Linked DNA regions of Mus musculus: region 2 is linked to region 1. Evidence: chromatin contacts called from public promoter capture Hi-C data. All regions are on one chromosome and are shown on one strand. The core of a region is the stretch at or near the end of the contact, and the rest is flanking DNA. Distances in the headings are between cores, read along the strand shown.

Region 1 (6,982 bases), core at 2,519-5,018:
AGCCGCACTCCACCTTCAATTCCACTCCACAGACATTGTGTTTAAAGTTGCCTCTGGAGTGATGAGATGGTGGAAGCCATGTAGCAGTCACTGGGAGAGTGTCAGGGACAAAGGCCTTGGGGCAGAACCCAGATATTCAGAGTATTACAGGACACTCCTATTCTGGACAAAGCTCACACCACACATGCTATAGAAACCCATGGTGCTCTTAAGTTGCTGTGCCTCTCTTAGTTTCTCTGTACTTCTTCCTCAGTTTTAATGTAGCTTGCTACTCAGGCAGAGAAAAACACTGATCTGATTGCAGAGTCTAATTGCAGGTAGGTGGAGCCATCATGGCCTGCAAGCCTTAGACAGTGGCTAGAGGCTATGAGAGTGGGACCTAGTTCCCTTGACCAGGCTGCAGAGGGCCACATGGAGCAGTTGCTGTGCCGGGACTCACACATCTGTGCCTGGACTCACACACCTGTGCCTGGACTCACACACCTGTGCCTGGACTCACACACCTGGGTATCTTTCCCTTCCTGCATCTCAGTTTCTCTTGGGATCCTTCCTTAGTTGAGGAGTTGTTCCTCAGTTCTTAGCTTACTGCTTTTGGGTGCCAACGTAAGATACTACTGCTTCTTAGGCAGGAAGGGGCACTGTGAAGGCAGACAAAGGCAGTTTTGCATGGCCCCTCTGGTCACCCACAGCCACCCGCTTTCTGAGCCTCCATCTCCTCACTACGGAACTGAGAGGAGGATAGCTGTGAAGAGTACCTGGAAGAATTTGGCTGGGGCCCTCAGAAGAACACAAGGCAGCCAGCACTCACACCTAGCTATGTCTAAGGGTCATTTCTAAATATCACCCAGATGTTGATAAGCATCATTAGCATTAGATGACTCCTATATTTCTTAAAGAACTCCATGTCATGAGAGTTTGGACTCCTACGGAGGTGGGAGAAGAAGAGTCAGCCTGTCTGCATCTCTCTTAGTTACCCCTGACACGCACCTGTTCCTCAGATCCTGACTGGCACCCAGCAAGAATAGAAGGTCCCTTTAGTATAGATAGATGCCTGGCACTCAGAGACATCCAAGTGGGGAGGGTTGACTCAAGAATCAGTTCCGAGATGGAGCTGTCTGGACCATCCAGCTGGGATATCCTCTGTGGGTCAGGCACTGACCAAGTTTACCTCTAAGGAAGGGATCTGGTATTGCAGTAATTGGGGGCTGGGGGAGGGGGAGCACGTCCTGTCCAGCAGGAAGCAGTCCATTCCTGTTCTGCCTGGCCACTGGAAGATGACGCGTCTTCCTGGGTTGCAGCACAAGGACATTATAATGCTTTGTCCCCAGGCCAGCTGCTTGAAGATCTCCCGACATATTCATAGTAACTCAACATTTTCAACTATTCCACTTTTCTCTGCAGGCTGGGAGCAGGACCCAGCTTGCTACAGCCCTGTCCCTTCAAGGGTCAAAGTGTGTTGAGTGGGTGGGATTCAGGCAGGAGGTAATGGCATGCTAACACAAGAACGGATTCCAGAGGGAACTGTTGCTGAATGGGCTTCAGACCCTAGGTGTATATGGAAGGGGGTGGAGCTGACTGGGAGATACCCAGAGGCCTGTAGCACCCGAAGAGCTGAGCTCCAGGCAGCTGGGTCAGTGTACTGAATCTGTCATCTGTGTGGGTCACCAGGTGGGCTCTTGGCCAAAGGATGGAGGCATTAAATAGGACCTCATGCTGTGTCTCAGCCCAATAGGCTTAACCTTACCAAGTCAATCTTTTCTGGAGCTGGGGAACATCAATGCCTTCTTAGAAAACACTACATGCTCACCCTTGATTCATTCTCTCTCTCTCTCTCTCTCTCTCTCTCTCTCAGGGTGGGTGTGTACTTTTTTACTTTTTAAAAAATTACTTTGCATCTTCTTTCTTAGCAAGTAAGTGCATGGTCTCATCAATATGGCTCTGCTGTAGCAAGCGCATTTCCCCCTGGGAAGTCCAGTTCTCTGAGGTCCGCCTTGGTCCATGTGTCGCGGTGAGAAGCAGAGCCGGCCCCTGTTGTGGACATCCTGGGATGGCCGCACGAGGGCAGGTCTCTGCTTTGCTCCCAGGCAGTGCTGGGCTCTGGACAAAGGCAGTCAAGAACCTTCCCTGCAGAGGATTTGGCCCCGGGCCTGGGCGTGCTGCGATGCGCAGGCGCTTTGGCATCCCAAACTGGGGCGGATTGCTAATAGTGCCTCGTCTTCAGTGAATGAAAGCTAGAAGGCCTGGGGTAGTACGGCCCAGCTGGGTCCGGAGGCCCCAGACCCTTTTCTGACCCTGAGGCCTCAGAGGTCCCTGCCTGATGCTATAGGACACTCCCTGTTCTTACAGACCCTCCCTGTTGACTCAGACCTCCCTCCCCTTGGGGCCACAGACCAGTCTTTGTGGCTGTAGGACCGCCCACCTCTAGCTAGACCCAGATCCACCCTTGAGACCACAGACCACATCTCCGGGCCACAGACTCCGCCCACAGGCCTCAGGGCCTCTCCCTTGCATTGAGGTCACAGACTCCCCAGGAGGCCGTATGACCCCCCACCAGATCTCACACTACTCCTTGCAGACACACACCCCTCCCACAGCCCGGAAAGCAGGTGTGCTCCTCAGGAGCTCACTGAGCAGGATCTGCCCCGCCAGGAGTAAAGTGCAAGGCTGTTTAAACAAACCACTTCTTTTGTTAAGGTTTTTCCCTAGACCGAAGCTCTCTAGCCTACGTGAGACTCTGATCCCCAAGTTCTCGGGTTCCTGTGTTCAGCAGTCACTCTCCGGAGACTTAGAAAATAGACTCGGCAAGTGTTGGTGAAGGCAGATTTTGCGTACAGCCCGCGCCTCAACTGTGGGTGCTGTAACTGCCTTTCAGAGGCCCAGGGGGGCATGAGAGCAGAGTGACCACCAGCCCTTTGGAGGGTGGGGGGCACTTGGGGAGGCGTTACAGTGGCGCGGCTTTAAAAGTAAAGATTGGGTCATTTTGTGCTTGAGTTTTACTAAATGGGGAATTGCAAGAGACACATTTAAAAAACAAAACAGGGAATCTTAGCAATGTGCATCGCGATTAGAATGTAGATTTTGATAAAGATGAGGACTGCGATAAAAGTTGGCTAAGCTCACAATGACGACTCTACCTCACCTGCGACAAGGCCTTTTCAGTGACTGGCACTGCTCGACTCCGTGGAACACGGTCTTAATAGGGCCTTAAGGACTTTGTGTAAGAGTTCCAGCAGAATCTGGATCCAACCTAAAGGCACTTTCCCTCACTTCTGGGTGATGGCGGTACAGGGTCGATTAATCGTCCCCTTTCCAAAATGTGACTTCTGTCCAGGAGGCATCGACAAAGAAAGAGCAAGCTTGACAAACCAACATCGAAGTTCAGAAGTTCAGAGTAATTTGTCTTGGGAACAAAGTCTTCCCTGAAGCTACAGGCATTCAAAGGAACTCCCGGTGCTCATGGGATTATTAAAAGCTATACCTGAGACTGGATCAATATTCTATCATTTTGGAACGTCCTAGGACTTCTTTTGGTTTTTCTTCTGCTGACATTTCCCCCAATAGGATCTAGCCTTTGCAAAGGGAGGGATCTGAGGGCTCCCAAGAATGTGTTTGTGCAGGAAACAACAACCTAGAGAGGGTTACAGGAGGGCGTGTGCGCCTGTACAAGCCTGCATGCCTGCGCGCTGTGGTGGGAGAGGAGGGGCGGGAGGAGAGCCGAGGGTTGCAAAACTGCCACCTAGAGGCACTTTCCCGCAGTGTATATAAAAGGCAAGTCCGGAGCCCTGAGAGATCTCAGTTGCTACAAACTGCTCAGCACTGAAGGAGCCTGCAGCGCTCACCGTCAGGAAGGCAAACCACAGCCCAGGAAGCCCTGAGGTAAGTAAGAAAGCCTTGCTTCTGCGACAGCTTTGCCGAGCAACTACGGCAAGGGGCAGGACTCCTGTTCTTACGAGAACTGGGCTTTTTCTGAGAACTCTTGGATCCCTGAGCTGGGGGCTTTAGAGCCTGCAGGTCCGGATTGGAAAGCTCAAAGCACGCTGCATGCCTGCATTGCAAGCTACTGCTCCTGATTTGGGGGATCTGAGTTCAGTCATTTGTGGAGGGAAACCTCTGTGTATGTTTGTTTGCTACTGGACTCTGATTTGTTTCTGTGAGTACTTAAGTTCCAGGAAGCAGGGAAACTTTGCAGAGAATGTGGGATGCCCCATTGAGGTTGCCCAAAGCCAGCTTAGGGGTGAGCTTGGCATCACTGTTTGCCCACTCCTACTTCTGGTTATCAGATTGGCTGTAAAAACCACAAGCGCACTTCCAGAAAGGCATGTGATATGCCCAGAGGCATCCTTCAGCGGACCAGACAACTGGGCTGAGCATTCTGAGTCTAGGATGAGTTTAAACTCCGTGCTCTGGGGGGTGGGGATGGATTAATTCACAGCTCCTGAATTCTGGAAGTTGTAAATTGAATGTTAGCTCCTCTTCATCTTATCTCTTCATGGCACCCCTGCTAATCTAATTTTGAGTATTTATTGTTCTCCTAGAAAGTGTTGTCCAACTTCAATTGGGACAAAAAAAAAAAAAAGCAGACACTAAGAAATCTAGTATTTGAATTTAAATCTACTCTCCAAGTGAACTGTGAGTGTTGCTGACTTTTGTTAGGGTGCATAAAGGTTCACTGGGTGGCTGGGAGTGAGGGAGACTCTGAGGTCAGGGGATCCTGGTCAGCCAAGACTCCTGGCTGCTAGCTACTAGGAAAATGAGGCACTGTGAAAGGCAGACTGGCTGTCTCTTCCCCTTTCTCTCTCTGTCTCTCCATTCATTTGCTCACAAACAGATTAATTAATTGTTTCGATGTGAGGTAGGATCAAGCATCTTTTTAAAGGTGTCTTGGGTTAGTGGCATCCCTGAGACCCCAGTCTGTGCTGTGGCCAGTATGGAAACTTTGTTTTTCTTTGAAGGAGCAGATGCTGGCTTTGTGGTCTTTATTTAGTTCAGGAGAATGTGGAGCTCAATGGATAGGACCAGAAAGGAGGGATGGGGGTGGTTCTGTTTTTTTGTGCCTGGCTCGTTGCAGATTGTAAATGGATAAAGCCCCCAAGTCCCCGTCTTTCTCCCATCTGAATAGAAGCCTGCCCCAAATGAAATGAAAACCCTGTTTCGATCGGGAGCTGTGCACAGGCTCCAGCTTGGAAACATTTTGCTCTAATTTCCCCCAGTCTGAGCGGTGAACACTTTGTGCTGCTCTCTGCTGAGCTCAGCTGCTGCCTCCAGGAGGCAGCAGGGGCTGGAAGGATCTGTCTGGGAGCAGAGGTGTAAAAGCTGGGGAAGTCCGACTGCTTGCTAGCTGCCTGTTGGGTTCCTCCAGTTTGTTTTTAAAGGGGCATGCACAGTGCAATCACACACATATATTTTAAAGTTCCAGAAAGCTACACGGCTGCATGCTTGTGCTTAACTGAGTCAGGGCTTTGGAGGGGAGTTTATCCAGTATTATTAGCAAACCCTTAGGGAGCTAAGAAAGTATTATGATTTCTAATCAGACCCAGAGCTGGCCAAGGGTAGGCTTTCTAAATGGGATAAAAAAAATGGAAGAAGAAGAAGAAAGAAAGACCATGAAACACCCTGGTTAGTCAGAACAGTGGCTTTTTGTGTGAGGATTTGAGGCAGAGTGCTCTAATTTTCAAATCTACACAGGGAAGTTGGTTGCAGTTACTCAGAGCTGAGTCTGAAGGGCCACTCCTTTATAAACTTTTAGAGTCACGGAGGAGGGGGAAAGGGCCCCAACAACTTTAGAACTTTTACTTTTCTGAGATCTTGTAGCAAACAGAATGGAATTTGGGCCCCCAAAGGCATTTGTACTTTTCAGCTAAGCAACCAGGGATTCTTAAGGACAATCAGGTATTAAAATGTTTCTTGTCGCCTGTTAGGCTGGGTGCATGCCTGTGATTCCAGAACTCCAGAGGCTGAGGCAGGAAGATTGCTATGAGTTTGAGACCAGCTTGGGTTATGTTGCCTACACATTATGTCTCAGAATAAAATAAACAATAAACAAACATAAAGTCTGGTAATTGAAATCTATGTGCTTAGATAAAATTGATAGACAAGTAGTAATGACTGTTTTCAAACTCCCCAGGCACTGGGGCACCTCTCTGCTGTTACAATGGAAGCAAACAGCCTAAAGAAAGAAGCAAGTGGGACCAGGTGTCGGGCAAGGATATTTTCTGCAGGGATTAGCCTTCTGATGCCTTCCTTGTTAAAAATCCACTCACTTAGAATTGTTTGAAGAGAGATGGTTAGCCTACACTCCCTCAAACTTCACTTTAAAAAAAAAAATTGTTTCTTATAAACACATCCCAGAGACTGTAGAATTTTATGGTGACAATTTTGCAGAGAACAAGGAGGTTGGCTGTGGGCAGTGTTTTGTTCTCCCAGCCCACGGCTGGGAGATATGGAGACTGTCTCAGGTGGCCTTGAGCCACTCCAGGTGGAGCCCTGGGCAGCTTGGGAAAGCTGCGTTTGAAGGCTGTGTCTGCTAAATAGCTGGCGTCTTTTTCTGTCATCTCTGCCAGCCTGAAGGTTGGTATATAAGAAGAGCCTAAGCTTTCTTAGTGTGGCTTGGGAACCTGAACCTCCTATTGTCTTGCCCAGGTCCTAAACTGGTGGGAATGCAGACTCTGGCTCTATCCTGCCAGCTGGCAGCCTTTGTATGTACAGGAACATCTAGATCTCTCTGCTAGATGCAGCTCTGCTCCCTTGGGCTGAGCACAATGGCTCTGATCCGGTTTCTGGATGGGACATTCATTCTATCTGTGAGTGCTCCCATGGTAGTAGAAGGCTGTCTCATGTGTTGGTGGGAAATTCAGCCAAGAACCCTGGGGATAGGTGGCCTGTATCAGAATCAGGGTGTGGATTTTTCTCTCCGTATTTATTATTTCTTTGAGTTCCTGAATAATTCAAAGCAGTTCCTTACTTACATGAACTGAGGTCACTC
Region 2 (6,982 bases), core at 1,681-4,180, 2.4 Mb after region 1:
GAGCTTTGTTGGGACGAAAAGAGAAAACCACCTCTCCCCTCCAAGTAGGGAACTTAGCCTAGATTCCCAATCGCCACTTGAACCCAATGTAAGGGTTGATCAGTAGGAACGAGGCGTTCAGAATCAGAAGGACAAGAGGGTCAAACAGGCCCTGTCACATGCCTGGTGATTTTACTGCCGGCTTTCACTGCTCAACTGGTACAACAATCTAATCAAGAATGCTCTTAGCCCTGGCCTCGCTCGCTCGGAATGAGCGGAAGCTGAGCGCAGCTGTTACCCTGCAAAGGCAGCAGTGGCCATGAGTCCAGGTAGACAAACAGGTGTGACCCAGGGAAGAAAGGGACGCACATTATCAGGAGAGACCAAAGACAGAGCCCCGCCGGCCTGTGTCTGGGAGGCAGGCCATAATCAATGTCCATTTGCACGTGCTCTTCATACCACTGCTCAAATGCAACCCTGGGTAGTAAACTGGGGAGAAGCTTACTTCCTGCTCTCCCCTCAGACAGGGCTGACAGGCAGAGCTAACTGCCAGGAACAAGGTCCGGGCCACACTGTTCCATGATCCAAATTACCCACAGCACAAAGCTGTCCACGGCAGAGGAAAGTCCTGACTAAGCCTGGCACCCACTTACCATTAAAAAAGTCTGCATGAACGGCCTTCTCATTGGCTGCCAGGTCCATCAAAAGCCCGGTGCTACCTCCAGCCTGGAGAATGAGAGGCAGGGTCATCCAGTGTATTTGTTTCCCAAAAGTAAGTGGTGGCTTTGTTACGAAACCCATCCCACCTCCCTGGAACAGGACACTGAGGGACAAGAATGTTCAAGTTGGGAGGCAGAATTTTCCAAATAGAAAAAATAGTGTGAATGGGGAAGCCAAACAAATGATTTTCAAGCTCTCTCAAGGTCCTGTGTCCCTTGAGTTTTCCTTGGCATGGCCTTGTGTGGTACTCTCTTGCCGGAGTCTTCAACCTCCTAGACAATGCCAGAGGCCACAGAAGTACATCAGCAAGCTGGATGTCTGCTCTAGAGCCCCCCTTCTTTCTGAGACCACAGCCCTTGGGAAGCTGCTCATTCCTGAACTGAGGTCTGGGGTGCTGCTGCTCTGGGGAGGATCCTCCAGGGCAGCCGCCATACCCAATCTCTCAAAGGCTTTGTGCCAGTTAGTCACCCAGAACAGTGGTAGCAGGGACCTGTGGGTGTGTCTCACAGTACAGCTGGCTTTGGCCTCCTCCTTCCTGGGCCCCATCACTCGAAGGCTGCTGGTTCAAGTTTCCCTGGAGTGTCAGGTACATGAGCATGTCCTGTACTCTCTTTTGAATCTTCCTTCTGCCTCTGCCTCTGTCTCTGCCTCTGCACACACCCCCGCCACCGCAGGAAGCCATACAGACTGCCTCTGAAGTCCTGGCTGAGCCCTCCTGCCTTCACTGCCTCAATCACAACTTCCTTAAGGCTTCCTTCTTCTTGTTTCCATTTCTCTACTATCTCTGTATAAACCGAAGCCCCAAACCCTCCAAAGGCACAACCCCCACAGGAAGTCAGGCTTCCTCACTGAGATGCCCTCAGATCACCTGCTGCAGGACTGAGGGGCTAAGGCTGAGAGCAATTGCCTCATCAGGGGAATCACAGAGCCCACTTCATTCTGCAGACGTCCTTATGCGGACCTGCTTGTTCATGCCCCTCGGTGTTCAATTATGCCCTGGCTGGTTTTGTGTGTCAGCCTGACACAAGCTAGAGTGTCATCAGAGAGGAAGGAGCTCAGTTGAGGAAATGTCTCCACAAGATCCAGCTGTAAGACGTTTTCTCAATTAGGGAGAGCCCAGCCCATAGTAGGTGGTGCCATCCCTGGGCTAGTGGTCCTGGGTTCTATAATAAAACAGGCTGAGCAAGCCTCAGTGAACAAGCCCGCCAGCAAGCAGCACCCCTCCATGGTCTCTGCATCAGCTCCTGCCTCCAGGTTCCTGTCCTGCCTTCCTCCAGTGATGACCTGGAAATGTAGGTCAAATAAATCCTTTCCTCCCCAACTTGCTTTTTTGGTTATGGTGTTTGTCACAGCAATAGAAACCATAAGACAAACAACAAGGCATCCCCTTCCTTTAGTGGACAAGGGAGCATCGCTCTGCTCCGCTACTATGGCTCTCGTCATCTATATCCCAAGGTCAACAGGGCACATCCTTCAATATTTGGATCAGGGCAAGCTCCTCTCTTAAGCCTCAACTGAGCCGACTAAAACCCCACGGATACGTCTGTAGGGCACCCTCACCCCACCCTACCCTTGCTTAGGATATGCAACCGGCCTCTTCGGGCCACAACTGACATCTCTCAGGTCCGGGGATACGTTCCCGCATCGCCCTACTCGCTGAGCTTTGAGGAGGAACAGGAAGCAGACATACAAGAGCTGGCTGACACTCCTGATCATAACCACCCATATCAGGGAGAGATCTGTGACCATGGTGGAAATCAAAAGCACAGGATCGCTCGAAAACTCTGTATGTGTCTACACGAAATAACCGAGTCCCAGCACCAAGCACGCAGTTACCACACACCATCCCTTACCCTTCTCTCAGAGCTTGGGGTCTTGAGGCCTGTCAGTGCGTAAGCCTCGCTCGGGCCTTCCCTCTCTGGAAGATTTATCAGGAGCCACAATCAACTGACAGCGAGCAAACCCTACTTCCTCGCTGCAGTTCACGTTAACAGTCGCGGGCCCTGCGACTGTCCCCGGCAGCTCCCGCTTCCCCAGCCTCTGAATCCCCAAAGGCCTGGGCTCCCGCGCAGGTTTGCAGGCGTGCTCCCACCCCCACGCATCGCTCCGCGCCGCCACCACCCCACCTCATCCAGGTCCACATAGGGCCCCGCGCCCTCGGGGAACATCTCATCCACTGCGGGTTTCATCTCGACAAGGCGGCGTTGCGCTCACTTCCGGCCAGCCCCTTCTACTTCCGGCGTTCTTCCGAGCACGTCTAGACCTCGGAGGACCGCGCCTCGGTGGCACTCGCTGGCCTGGCTGCAGGGCAGCTCTCTGGGAGCTAAAGAGGGCAGCGGATTAGATGACGGTCTAAGGACCAGCAACACCGCACAGCACGAGTTGTCAGCGGAGAAAGGAGACTCTCCATTTCCCAGCAGAGCTGCAGTTCAAAACCATCCGAATGGCTACTGTTTAGGATTCGCAGGCAGTAATGGATTGGCTAGAAGATGGGGGTATTGGATCCCCGGGTGCTGTTGGGGGTAACAGAAATCCAAAAGTAGTCCACGCTCAGTGATCACTCACAGGGTCACCTCGGCCAAAAGGAGGAAGCAACCCAGTGCACGCAGACAAGATGGGCTTTATCTACACGGTGAGATAGTGTGGAATCCTAAAACTAAGAAGGGATTCCTAAGCTATGGGCATGGAGGACCCTTAAGGATGTTGTTAAGTGAAACGTAAACAAACGCTGTGTACCACTCATAAGTGATCCCTAGAGCAGTCAGACTCATAAATGCAGCAGTGTTGGAGATGGTGGTTGCTCAGTGGACACAGTTTTAGATCTGCAAATCAAAAGTTCTAGAGGTGTGCGGTGGGGTTGGGGGGGAAGGTGTCCATTAAATGACTGGACTGTCCCCTGAGAGGTGGCCAGGGGGATACATGTTAGGGTGCTATATTATACCATGGTTTTTAAAGAATGAATGAAAGAAAAAAGATGGGGAAGGGACAGAGAGGTGTGGATCATTGTCAGAGAGGGCCTGAGATGCTCTGACAGACTAGAATACTCTAGTGAGTCTCCTGGATGTCCCCCTAGGATCCTCTGAGCACCTCCTGATAAAATCCAGGTTTAACAAGTATCCCTGTAGCAAGAAGCCTGAAATCCAGCTGATACCTGCCTGCTCTCCATGTCTGATAGGGCTCTTCACCCTCCACTATCCCCAGACGATGTCCTCTGGTCCTGACTTCAGCAAAGCGTCTGTGTTACCCCTGAGTTATTTCCCATCTACCCCCACCCTGCCCCTTGACTGTCAGTCCCTCTTGCTACTGTGGTTGCGCTGAGTCTCTCCAGCAGTTCAAGGCTTTTGCTCCTGTGCCTCTCCTGATGGTTTTGGATGTTTTCCCTTCCTCTGCGTTCAAAGAGTTGGAGAACTGTTGGTTGGTTGGGTGGGTGGGTGGGTTGGGTAGGATTGGGTTTTTGGTTTGGTTGGGTTTTCCTTTAACAACTTTGAGGTGTCAGGGGCTTGGTTGGGGTGCAGGCTGCTAGAGTGAAAATGGGGATCACAGGTAAGGACAGATCTAGGGAAACCTACTCAGCCAGGATATAATGGGAACTGAGCCTAGACAATCACTCCTACCCCTTAAGCCTGAGTGTACTGTGCCGGGTGTGTAAGAAATAACTGGAGAACCCCAGATGCCAGGTCAATGCCATTCTGAGATACCCACATGAAGGTCAAACTAAGGACACAGAGGCAAGCAGGCAGCCAAGGGGAGCCTCCTGTTAGTTTCTCTTCCTGCTGGTGTGCGGGGCATTTGCCGGTGTGTTCTTGGCTTGCATGTCTTGTGTATGTCAGGGAGGCCTCTTCCTGCTGGTGTGCGGGGCATTTGCCGCTGTGTTCTTGGCTTGCATGTCTTGTGTATGTCAGGGAGGCTCATCACCTGTAACACAGGCTGCCCCAGTGTTATGCCACATGCCTTCATATCCTAACGTAACCAGAGGACTGCCCAGGGAGACTCCCCTTCCCCCAACAGCCTCAGCCTGGAGTCTTCTCCTCAGATATTATAAGTGTGGGCTATGGCTCTCCCTCACAGACAGGGCTCTGGCTACTTGATTCTTGCTACTCCCAGGAACATGCTGAGTACCGAGTGTGGGTGCCAGGCCCCAATGTGACTGCAGTTCACCCGGCAGTCGAGGGAAGGCTGTCTGGCTTGCCTAACTAGGCATGTGGACTTAACAAGTGAAGCTGTCCTGGTGTCTTTCTTTCAGCTTCCTTATCTGGGGCCACCATACCCCACCCCTAGGTCATTGTGAAGATAGAATGACAAAGTGACAGCTAAGACTGAAAGGCCTGATGGACAGTGATTGATGGATAGAAATGATGTATGTCTTAATTAAAGGCATGCCCCATGCTCATCAGAATGAAGCCCAGCTAATTCACAGTGCGGCAGTATACATCGGCTCCTTGAAAGAAACCCACAGGGGCAGTGTGCAGCTTCAGAGAGAGTTTATTGCTCATGTGCTCCACTCCCCCCACCCCCCGTGTCTCTGAACTACCTTCAGCCCCGGGCAGTGCAGCCAGGGAGGCAGAAGACTAGACACTGCTCAATCCTCCTGGTAGGGAACATGGAAGCCTAGGGTGCTCCCCAGAGGAAAGTGTGCAAAGAAGGTTCTGGCCATGTCCTCGATCTGTGGGTAGGCGCCCTGGGTCTGGAAATATTGCACGTAGTTCCAGAAGTCAGAGGTGGAGAAAGGCCAGTAGGGCATAGCTGGTGGCTGTGTGTGGGGATCTGAAAGACAAGACACAGGTAGTCTCGGTGCCTGTCTCATTATCCCCGCTAGAAGAGCATCTTCTATACAGCCAGACCAAGTGGATGGTGCTTCCAGTGTCTGACACCAGGAGGACACCTTCCCAGCCAGGAGTAGAGTCTGAGTCACTCTGAATGCACCTCTTACCCGTTAGAGTACCTGCTCCCATGGAAAGAGAAGAAAAGGGAGACAGGACAAAACAAAGTGGGGCTTTGTCCTTGTCTGGAGGATGATGAGCAGAGAAGATGATGATGTGGGGGAGGGGAGAGGGGGAGTTCAGGCGACATGCCCACGAGGCTTCAGAGAACACAGCACCCACGTTCTAGAGCACAGGCTAGACCACCTCTGTGGTCTTGGGACTCCTGAGAGTACCCAGAGTCTGAGATCAAACTGAGGGTGGGACTCAAAGAGCCCATTCATTTGTCTTCTGCCCGGGTGTTCTCACATGGCAGAAGACAAGGCCCAGCCTGATGGGGCCCTGGATCCTTCAGCATGCACAGCTTCCCCCTGGCAGCAGGACTTGCACTGCCATACTTTAGGAGACCTAGCATTCCCACTGCCAGAGCTGAGCAGCTTCTGCTCCCCCACCCACCTGCATGCGCCAGTACCTTTTGCCAGTGAGAGAAAGACATCGAAAAGCATTACCTGCTTCCTCTGGCATTGGCTTGGCTCCTGCAAAAGGAAAGGAGAGCCATCACCTAGGGCGAACCTCCATTAACCACTGCAGACCAGGACAAGGACACTTTGACGGAGAGGCATGGAAAAGCAAGAGAGCTATGGCTAGAGTGGCCCCTCACCTGCAGGAATCCCCAGCAGCATGCCAAGGGCCAGCCACCACAGCACACAGGCCTGCATCCTTACCAAGGGCAATTCAGTTCACTGAGGACCACCTGCAGCAGGAGGAAGGCAAGGATGATGACGATGCCCACTAGGATGAGCCCATCCTGCCACCCCGCCGTGGACCACCCTTAGGAATGCTAGACTTTTCATAAGTGCTTCTGTTTCTGTTTTTCTCAGCCATTATTCTGAGGTGAGAGCTTATCAATTTTGACTGTTTAAGAGATGTCTCTCCCGTTCCCACCCCCATCACAAACACCAGATCCACCCTGTCTGTTAAGAGAGCAGTCCAAACCCTCCCAGAGGGTACCTTGTTTGCTGGTCTGTTCAGTGCAATCTGCAGCCTTGTGGGGCCACTGCCAATGTTCCGGCTACTCTTTATAGTAGGGCTGGGACAAGGAAGGAAGCGTCACCTTCCTGAGCCATCAAACTGAATATTTCATTCCCCAGCAGAGGACTGTAGGTCTCTGTTTCTCTGCTGGCAGGAGGGCCTGTGGGAGCAGCTGGGGGCATCAGACAACAGATCAAATCTGCCATAAACTTTCAAAGCTGAGTCCAGCATACGTCCATCTAATGCCCCTCCTTCTACATCTGATCCAGGGGCTGCTGAAATTCCCCTGCTGTGCTACAGGACCCTGTGATCCCGTGGCCTCTGTAAGCCTG

The links. Promoter capture Hi-C pulls out the DNA fragments that hold promoters and counts their contacts.
Region 2: a promoter capture Hi-C map of embryonic stem cells shows a contact between it and region 1, with 4 times the contacts expected there. The contact joins the promoter of Cops9 here to the promoter of Ackr3 in region 1. A contact is called at or near these places in 2 of 39 promoter capture datasets (embryonic stem cells and liver).

What each region holds. Positions count from the first base shown.
Region 1 is chr1:90,200,212-90,207,193 of GRCm38.p6, forward strand. Ackr3 (atypical chemokine receptor 3) reads left to right here and starts at 3,769. Exons shown (of 2, transcript NM_007722.4): 1 at 3,769-3,876.
Region 2 is chr1:92,639,055-92,646,036 of GRCm38.p6, forward strand. Cops9 (COP9 signalosome subunit 9) reads right to left here and starts at 2,931. Exons shown (of 3, transcript NM_001163425.1): 1 at 2,826-2,931; 2 at 633-705. The coding sequence starts at 2,888. It overlaps Otos (otospiralin), which reads right to left. Exons shown (of 5, transcript NM_153114.2): 2 at 6,630-6,822; 3 at 6,280-6,372; 4 at 6,128-6,154; 5 at 5,164-5,463. The coding sequence starts at 6,337. The coding sequence ends at 5,279.